Linked DNA regions of Oryctolagus cuniculus: all the other regions are linked to region 3. The links are chromatin contacts, called in public Micro-C maps. All regions are on one chromosome and are shown on one strand. Each heading gives the region's core, a stretch centred on a gene start, on an enhancer-like site or on the middle of the called end of the contact. The rest is flanking DNA. Distances are from core to core; before and after follow the strand shown. Region 1 overlaps LOC127493503 (a long non-coding RNA gene). Region 2 holds the start of ERRFI1 (ERBB receptor feedback inhibitor 1). Region 3 holds the start of SLC45A1 (solute carrier family 45 member 1).

Region 1 (3,067 bases), core at 201-2,700, 260 kb after region 3:
CAGAGGCCCTCGTCCGATGCCCGGATGTTGGCTTTAGAAGCCCCAGGCCTTTCCTTGGCTTGCAGCTCCTCTGAGCGAGGGGAGTGACAAAGGTAAGAGACTCTGATCCCAGGAGTCCAAGGGCTCCTGCAGGCGACACCTCCGTGCCAGGCTCTCTTTGAGAGCTTTGCAGGGACCCCCAGGCCCCATCAAACAAAGGCGCACCCAACCCGCCCCAGCCCCAGGCAGACTGGAGCCCACCTTTGCCATTCCAAGGGACAGACACTATGGCTGACCAAAGGCAGGCCACGTGTGCTGGGGACCACGCCCAGGGCCACCCAATCCCCAGCTCTGAACTGTAGGGTCACTGCCTTAGCGCCTCAGGGAGTCGAGGAACGGAACTGTAGCCACTGGCTCCCTGCTCAGCGCCTTGCTGTGCACACCTGCCTTCTGCTCTTGTCCGTGGGCCCTGTGTCACGGGCCCCAGCTGTGGCTGGCTGGGTGAGCGGACCCAGCCACTCCTCCCGCCAGCTTTGGGGGCGTCCCGTAGCAAAAGCAGAGCTGGCTGCCAGGAGCTGGGCAGGGGGAGCCGAGGAGTTCACGAACACAGGGTTGAGAGCTGAGGAGACGGATGATGGTGATGGCATCCATCATGGTGTGCTTAAGGTCACTGTACACTCAGCACAGTAAATTGACTCTTATGTGCATTTTACCAGAATTAAAAATAACAATTTTCTTAAAAAAAATAGTCATTGAAAAACTTGGATGAAATGCATTAACAGAGGATCAGGTAAGTGGCCATGCAGCCATGCAGCGGCCTCCTGCCCAGACACCGCGTAGACGCAGGCAGCGTGGCCTGGTCAGAGCTCCAAGCAAACTGTGCCAGAACCACTCGTGCCAGACAATTCCCACAGCTGCTTCCTCGTCATTTATTTTAAAACAACTGGTGAAAGCAGGATGCACAATTTCTGTGTAAGTGCTGTGACCTCATGTGTGCAAACACATAGAAAACAGACTGGGGGAGGGGCAGAGAAGGGGCTCCTGGGAAAGGAGGAGGGGCTTGGAGGCCGGGCCTTAATGAGAACTTTCCAGGCTTTACCATATTCGTGTATCCTTGGCGTCTTTCCCAATGAGCAGGTACTGACGCATCTGTTGTATGATTAAAATTTCAGATGTGTTTCAGAGCCAGGTAGCACTGAGCGGCGTGCCCCACGGACTCACCGTCTAATGACATGGTATTAGGCCCCGCCGGAGATAATTGACGCTGGCGTAAGCATGCCGGGTGGCTGTCTTTCCCGGATCAGGGATGTGAAAGCCCAACTGAGCATTAGGGAGGAGGGTGCCCTCATCAAGCTTGCGCACCTGGCTCACTGGATTCCTGCACAGGTTTACTGCTCAAGGCCAACCCAGCGGCAGGTCGGAGGCACAGCCATCAGATGATTGCCACCATCCTCAGCCCGTCTAGCAAGCTATCTTTTACAAGCTTCCTCCAGGTGACCTGCTGTCCCCAGTGCCAGCACTAATGGCTGACCACCCATTAGTCAGGGACCCAGGCTGCAGGCCCATCAGCCCGAGGCCTCCAACCTGCACATGGCGAGGGCTGGAAGGATGAACCCCAAGGACACATGTGCACAGGACCAAGGACAAGTGTGCACAGGACCAAGGACAGGTGTGCACAGGGCCAAGGACAGGTGTGCACAGGACCAAGGACAGGTGGGCACAGCACCAAGGACAAGTGTGCACAGCACCAAGGACAGGTGTGCATAGCACCCAGGACAGGTGTGCCCAGGGCCAAGGACAGGTGTGCACAGCACCAAGGACAAGTGTGCACAGGGCCAAGGACAGGTGTGCACAGGGCCAAGGACAGGTGTGCACAGCACCAAGGAAAGGTGTGCACAGCGCCAAGGACAGGTGTGCATAGCACCCAGGACAGGTGTGCCCAGGGCCAAGGACAGGTGGGCACAGCACCAAGGACAGGTGGGCACAGGGCCAAGGACAGGTGTGCACAGGACTAAGGACAGGTGTGCCCAGGGCCAAGGACAGGTGGGCACAGGACTAAGGACAGGTGTGCCCAGGACCAAGGACAGGTGTGCACAGCACTAAGGATGGGTGGGCAGAGGACCAAGGACTGGTGTCCCCAGGAACAAGGACAGGTGTGCACAGGACCAAGGACAGGTGTGCCCAGGGCCAAGGACAGGTGAGCACAGGGCCAAGGACAGGTGTGCCCAGGGCCAAGGACAGGTGTGCATAGCACCCAGGACAGGTGTGCCCAGGGCCAAGGACAGGTAGGCACAGGACCAAGGACAGGTGGGCACAGGGCCAAGGACAGGTGTGCACAGGACTAAGGACAGGTGTGCACAGGGCCAAGAACAGGTGTGCCCAGGGCCAAGGACAGGTGGGCACAGCACCAAGGACAGGTGTGCCCAGCACCAAGGACAAGCACAGGGCCAAGGACAGGTGTGCCCAGGACCAAGGACAGGTGTGCACAGGACCAAGGACAGGTGTGCACAGCACCAAGGACAAGTGTGCCCAGGGCCAAGGACAGGTGTGCCCAGGGCCAAGGACAGGTGTGCACAGGACCAAGGACAGGTGTGCACAGGGCCAAGGACAAGTATGCCCAGGACCAAGGACAGGTGTGCACATGGCCAAGGTCAGGTGTGCACAGGACCAAGGACAGGTGGGCACAGGACTGACAGCGGCCATGTCCTATCCAGGTCCAGAAAGCACAGCTTTCTCTTTAGTGAGCGTTGGGAAGTCATTTTCCCTTGGAAAGAAGAAAGCTGAGCCATGCACGGATCCTGTGGCGTAGGAGGGTCTTCCAAAGAGTTCCTGGAGGGGCTGGCACTGTGGTGTAGCAGGTTAACCACCACCTGAGACGCCAGCATCCCATACGGGCATCAGCTCTATTCCAGCTGCTCCACTACGATCCAGCTTCCTGGAAGTGTGCCTGGGAAAGCAGTGGAAGATGATCCAAGTCCTTGGGCCCCTGCACCTGGAGGAAGCTCCAGTCTCCTGGCTCCAGCCTGGCTCAGCCTTGGCTGTTGCAGCCATTTGGGGAGTGCAGAGGGGTGGACATTTGTCCTAACAG
Region 2 (3,298 bases), core at 114-2,613, 220 kb after region 3:
ATTTGGTAAGAAAATCAGCGGTTAGCTGGGACTACTTCCCATCCTCCTCAAATAATGCAAAATCAGCGGCGGTCAGTGGAAGTTCACAGGCAGGTGGACCAGCTAAGCTGTTAGCAGGTTAGGCGCAAAAACGACCCCGTAGCCCGTGAAGGCCAGAAGGGGCCACGGGACGAGGATGGAGTCAACGCCTCCCTTGCAACCCAGAGGAGGGGGACTACTCCAGACGCGGGTGGGAGGTGTGCTGGAGACCGCGGATTCAAAATTGGGCCTTCGAATCAATTAGAAAGAATGTAAGTAAGTGGCACTGGAGAAAAGGCAAATAGGTTTGCGGGGGTGCCGGGTTAATGGTTAACCGGATGGCGAGGCCGAACCTCACTCCCTCCGCGAAGGCACCTGCCGCGCGGCTGCGCCTCGCACCCGCACACATCGCGGCCCAGAGGGGCTCCCGGAGACCAGGGGTCAGCCGCGCCCGGCCTCCCGCAGCCGCGCCACTCGGGGAATTTGTTCTAGCTGCAGCTGGAGGGTTTCCGTCTGTTTGCTCTTTTTCTTACTTGAGTTACCCTCGGTTTGCTATCATTTGTGTTATTTATTTTACGGTTAAACTATAAGCCCGCGTTGCATCACCAGCGCCCTGAGAGACCTCCTCCCGGGCCGCCAGGGTGCCAAATGTCCAGGCCGGCCCGGGCTCCCGCGTCCCCGCGACCCTGGGCTCCAAGGGGCTCCTCCCGAGGCCGGCCAAGTGGCCCCGCGGGCCCAGCCACCCTCACAGTCCCCAAGGTCCCCCAAGGACTCGCTGTCCCCACGGTCCCGAGGCCCTCACTGTCCCCAAGGTCCCCCGAGGCCCTCACTGTCCCCGCGGCCCCGAGGCCCTCACTGTCCCCACGGCCCCTCTGCGGCCAGCACCGTCCTCGCCGTCCCATTCTGCCCCATCACTCCGTCCCGACGGCCCTGTCCCCCCACGCACCGTCCCACTGCACCCCTGCCCCGCGCCTCGTCCACTCCCGGGTTTCCTTAGGAAAAAAATCGCGCAAGTGTCCTCCGCGGGGCCGAAATCGATGGGAAATTCCGCGCGAGGCACTGCTGCCTGCAGATTTCTGAGACCTCGGTGTCACGGGGCTCTCGGGATCGGCAGCCGCCGCCCGGATCCCGCAGGGGTGAGCAGCGCGGCCCTCTCGCCCGGCTCGAGGGACAAAGCCGGCGGCTGCCCAGCGCGCGCGCGCGCGACGCCCCGGTGGGCCCCACGCAAACGCTCCAGCCGCGGCATCACCCCTTTAAGAGGACCGCCGTCCTGATTGGCTGCACGCGGTGGGCGGGGCGGCGAGCGTCGACGTCACCGCCCGCGCACACGCTATAAATGCAGGCGGCGGCCGCGGCGACGGCGGCCGAGTGCGAGGCAGAGCGCGCGAGCGGCGGCGGGCAAGGCGCCTGCGCGGTGTCCGGGCCCCTGAGCCCGAGGCGCGGAGCCAGCCGGGACGGACATGCGCGGGAGGGCGCCGAGGGGCAGTCGCCGCTCCTGCGGGGTAAGGAGCCCGGCGCGCCGCGAGGGGGCGGGGAGGGCGGTGCGCAGCCCCGGTCCCGCGGGGCCCTCGGCGCCGGGCGGCTCCCCGGAGCCAGGGTGGGGGCGTGGAGGGCGCCGCGACGCCGACTGGGGCCGGCCCGCGCCGAGGTGCGGAGGGCGGGACCCGGGACCCTCCCCGCGCGGCGCGGCCGGGGCTGGGGGCGTCCGGGGCCCGCCGCCGTCCCGGCTCGGCGGAGCGTGGACGCCGCGCGGCCCCCCGCCTCGCCGGGCCGTGCACCCGCGCGCTGGGGACACGTCCCCGCAGCCCCGCGCACCGGCCTGCGGACCGGGCTTCCGGGGCGGTGAGCCCCGGGGTCCTCCCCGGGGCCTGGGGGGTCTTGCGTGGCCCCCCGCCGCCGTGTCGGAATCGCAGCCGCGTTATCCTGCGGGACACCTTGCGCCCGGGGAGCCGAGGCTTTTTAGGGGGAGGCTGCGGTGGGCTCGGCAGCCGCTGGCCCGAGGCTGGCACCGGTCCTCGTGGGCGGTCAGCCTCGGCCCCTCCGCCCGGCCTCAGCGGCGAGGGTCGTTCCCAGATGCGCGTTTTTAATTCAACCTGAGTTCCTCCGGGCCGGTTTGCGGACAGTAGGAGTGGGCTGCAGGCTGGTTGGGAATTTGGTGTATTTATATGTGTATCGTATCCTGGTGCAAATTAGATGACTCCTTAACCATGATTGGTGCTGTATTGGTGCTGGCTCCGTCTTTATTGGGATTTCATCATTGCTTGAAAGAAACCAGCCTCTTAGCCGATAAAAACGTGAATCGATTGTTAGTCATAAACTTAAGTGCAGGCAGAAGAGCGCCCGTGGCTTTCAAAGCGATGTGTTGGTGATTGAGGTCCACCTGCAGCACAGGTAGGGCAGGACTGGTTTCCAGGCAACTGTCCGGGGTGAAGAAAGGTGAGGTTTAAATGTGTTTTTTTTTTCTTCTTCTTCTTCAAGAGAACGGGTGTTTGCAAAGTTGTAAGCTTTTGCAAAGCTGTGAGGCTGCCGTGGGCGGATAGTGTCCGGGAGCCTGAGTTCCCAGAGCCTGGCCTTGCTTTTGGAAAGCGCATTTTTATTTTCATTGCATTTCTGTAAGTACGTACTTTGGAGTGAAATCTTACCTAAACACAGGCTGAAGGCGGACTGGCTGCCTGTTTGAGCACAAGACCCGATTTTGCAAAGTCCAGACAGAAGAAGCGGGCTTCTTCCCCACGGGCGGTGCTGGTGCAGGGACGCCGGCGGCCAGGGTCTGTGCCAGCCACCAGCAGGTCTGAAGGGAAACGCGGGGCGTAGAGGTCCCAGCGTGCACTTCAGGCTGCCGCCGCCTTCGCGTCGCAAGCTGTGTGTCCGGCCGGCGCTGGCTGATGGGCGGTAGAGGGCCAGAACTTGGCCGGGCGGACACTGACAGGTGTCTGAGACTGCAAACCCTTCCAGGGCCGGGTCTCCGCCGCGTGCCGCTCTGTCTACACAGCCTTGGACGCAGGCGATGTGGGTAGATAAACTCAGAGGAGCATGTTCTCTTGCTGAGGCTCGGTGAGATGGGACCCAGTCACTGATAAGGGTTGGAAAGCAAGTCTGTTGTCATTTCTTTATGGCTGTTATGAAATGTCTGCTCGTTTTTGACAGGTAAAGTCATTTCCAGTGACTGGTTTTTCCTACTCCTCAGTAGATAGTTCACAGCAGATGCTGGCCACTCCTGGGAAGGCCAGCTGCACTGGAGACTGCAGTGTTTGTGGGAAAACGACTGTTGACAGCCGCT
Region 3 (2,904 bases), core at 384-2,883:
AACCCAGGCACCTGAGCTACCAACGCTGTCTCCCAGGGTCTGCATCGGCAGGAAGCTGGGGCCGGGGTGAGGGCGGGCCGTGAACCCAGGCTCCCAACGTGCAGCTCGGGCTCCTTAACCATCGGACCCCACCCCCCACCCCCCGAAACAGAACTCTCACCCGCTAATGCAAAGGTGCACCAGCTCACCCTGTCCACACTGGGCGACCGTTACTGGACCCGAAGGTTGCATGTGGGCCCCACAGAGCTCCCAGGAAACAGGGATACAGAGGACGCGTTGTAGGGTGTGTGTGCGCTTTGAAAGGCCAACGAAAAAGATCTTCCTTCTGCTGGGTCACTCCCCACATATCCACAGCAGCCAGGGCTGGGCAGGCTGAAGCCGCCAGCCAGGAGCTCAGTCTGGGTCTCCCCCGTGGACGGAAGGGACCCAGCCAGGCCAGCCGTCCTCTGCCGCCTCTCAGCGCGCACGTTAGCATGCAGCTGGATCAGGAGCCGGGCAGGCTCGCACGCCCGGGGGCTCGGACTCGGGTCGGGGGTCTCAGCTGCCACTGAGTTCGCCCGCCCCCGATGTTTAAAGCAAGGATGCGCACTTGGAGGCTGACTGCTACAGGTGCTCCCGGGGCCAGCGCTGGCTGGGAGTGAGCAGGCGCGCGGAACGGGCGTCTGACAGGACCCTACAACGAGCAGAAAGGACTTCCTCGGGTCCCCGCCGCACCTCGCACCATGCCAACTCCCTTCCACACTCCGCCTCCATCCAGCCTACGAGTTAATCCTGGAAGGGGGTCTTCGCGGACCACGCGAGAGCCCTGTGGACTTGGGGGGACGATTTAACCAGCTGTCCCCGAACTGGGTGGCCTGTTTCTCTCTGCACAGGGCCAGAGCCTCCTCCCTCCGAGGGCGAGGCCCTCGCGACCCTGGGCTTCCTGGGCACCTGGCTACCTCCCTGCGGGAGCCGGGAACAGCGCGGCGCCCTGAGTCATGGCAGAAGTTCCTTCCCAAGCATGCGGACCGCGGCCAGGGACTCAGGACAGCAGGGACAGCAGGGGCCCGCGGCCCCGCAGGGCCTGGCCTTGCCGAGGGATCAGCCTCTGGCAGGAGGTGGACCGGAAGTTGATGACACCTGCCCAGGTGACCAGGGAACAGGCCTCGGGCTCCGTAAACACACCCTGAGCCGGGAGCAAATTCCAAGCGTCCTGGCCTTGCCAGCCAGGGCGAAATCAACCCGCGGCCGGCGGCGCCCCTGTGCTGGGCCCCGGGGGTCCGCACGCAGGGGCCGAGGCGGGGCTCCATCGCGGTCCAGCGAGCCAGACAGGAAGAACAAAGGTCCCCGTGCCAACCTGGCCCGCGGCCCCGGCCTGCGACGCGGGAGGGAACGGTACCTGTGCGTGCAGACGGGAGGCATCCCCTCGCGAGGCTGGGCTCCTGCCCGCCCCCGGCGCCGCTCCGTCCCGGCCTCGCCGCCCCCGGCCCGCCGCGGCCGCTGCAGCATCACCCGCGGGCGGGGCCGTGACGTCACGGCGGCCTCGCGCCGGGGCCCGCAGAGCGGCGCTCACGCGGCACCGCCCGCCGCCGCGGCGCCGCGCACCCGCCCCGGTCCGGCCCCGCCGCCTCGGGGGCTCTCGCGGCTCTGGGCTTCCGGGGTTGCTTGGGGCCTGGGGGCGCTAGCGGGTCAGAGCCGTCGAGGGCGCTGGAGGTTTTGGGGCGCCCCCGGCATGGGCGGGGGGCGCTCGGGGACCGGGGGGCGCTCGCGGGTCAGGGCCGTCGGGGGCGCTCGCGGTCGGGGCGGTGGCGGTAGGGCTGCCCCTCGGGGCGATGAATAATCAGTGCTTTACCTGCAGGCACGGTGCGGTGAGCCCCTGCGCCCCCTGCCCGAGTGCTGGCGTCGAAGTGGCTGGGGGACCCCGCTGGCCGCAGGTGCAGCCGGGCCTGGAGCTGTGGCAGGGAACGTGGCGTGGGACGCAGACAGGGGCTCCCAGATCAGTCCCCCGTGACCAGACGGTGTGTCCATCTCCAGCTTCACGCCAGGCAGGAGCAGACCCTCACCGAGACCCCTTCCTGCCCTGTTAGGGACCGCCCCAACCCCCAGACGACCCCGCTGGAGCCTGCAGAAGCAGCTGCCCCCCCTCCCCCACCCGGGAAAACGCAACCCCGTTCCGTCCTCCTTGGGGGGCCGGGCCGCGGGACCCCCGCCTGCCTTGCCGGCTCCCCTGTGCTGGAGCGGAGGCCCCCACCGCGTGTGGTTCGCACGTGGCCTCCTGCCCATCTCCACTGCTGGCACCACCCGAGGAGGGCAGGTCCTGCCCCGGGCGGCCACGCTGGGGATTTGGACACACGCGGGACGAGCACGCAAGGTTGCTAAGAGGCGTGCGGGGACATAGCGACCCCTGAGGACGGGGAGGTCCAGGGGAGAGGAGGCGCGGGTGCTCCAGCCCTGGGCGGCAGGTGAAGGTGGTGTGACCCGAGCTGGGACGGTACTGAGCCTGCACAACCCTCCCCGCAGAAGTATGTGAGGGGTGCGGGCGTTGAACAGCGTGGCCGCTCTGTGATGTCCTGTCCCGGGCCGGCGCTGGGGCACAGCGGGTTCGGCCGCTGTCAGAGCTCCAGTTCAAGTCCCGGCTGTTCCACTCCCAATCCTCTCCCTGCTAATGGCCTGGGACAGCAGCAGAGACCAAGTACTCGGGCCCCTGCACCCACATGGTTGACCCAGATGGAGTTCGAGACTCCATCCAGCTCAGCCCAGGCTGGTGTGGGCATTTGGGGACTGAACCAGTGGGTGGAAGATCTCCCTCCCCACTCCCCATTCCTTTGCCTTTCAAGTAAATAATCTTTTTTTAAAAATTCACCTTTATTTATTTATTTATTTTTTGACAGGCAGAGTTAGACAGTGAGAGAGAGAGACAGAGAG

Evidence for each region. Hi-C and Micro-C count contacts between places; a contact is called where the count stands out from the background.
Region 1: a Micro-C map of ear pinna shows a contact between it and region 3, with 4 times the contacts expected there. The contact joins the enhancer-like site here to the promoter of SLC45A1 in region 3. A contact is called at or near these places in 2 of 6 Hi-C or Micro-C datasets (ear pinna and embryonic fibroblasts).
Region 2: a Micro-C map of ear pinna shows a contact between it and region 3, with 16 times the contacts expected there. The contact joins the promoter of ERRFI1 here to the promoter of SLC45A1 in region 3. A contact is called at or near these places in 2 of 6 Hi-C or Micro-C datasets (ear pinna and an unstated tissue).

What each region holds. Positions count from the first base shown.
Region 1 is chr7:159,751,296-159,754,362 of mOryCun1.1, forward strand. It overlaps LOC127493503 (a long non-coding RNA gene), which reads left to right. Exons shown (of 3, transcript XR_007923731.2): 2 at 1-92. Among named protein-coding and RNA genes, the nearest start is that of PARK7, 25 kb to the right of the region's middle. Within about 2 kb of position 1,451, at least 2 of the 8 cell types and tissues checked have an H3K27ac peak or open chromatin away from gene starts, as enhancers often do. A contact at or near this core is called in ear pinna, where this site is marked.
Region 2 is chr7:159,716,918-159,720,215 of mOryCun1.1, forward strand. ERRFI1 (ERBB receptor feedback inhibitor 1) reads left to right here and starts at 1,364. Exons shown (of 4, transcript XM_051856883.2): 1 at 1,364-1,520.
Region 3 is chr7:159,496,055-159,498,958 of mOryCun1.1, forward strand. SLC45A1 (solute carrier family 45 member 1) reads right to left here and starts at 1,634. Exons shown (of 9, transcript XM_070079336.1): 1 at 1,379-1,634.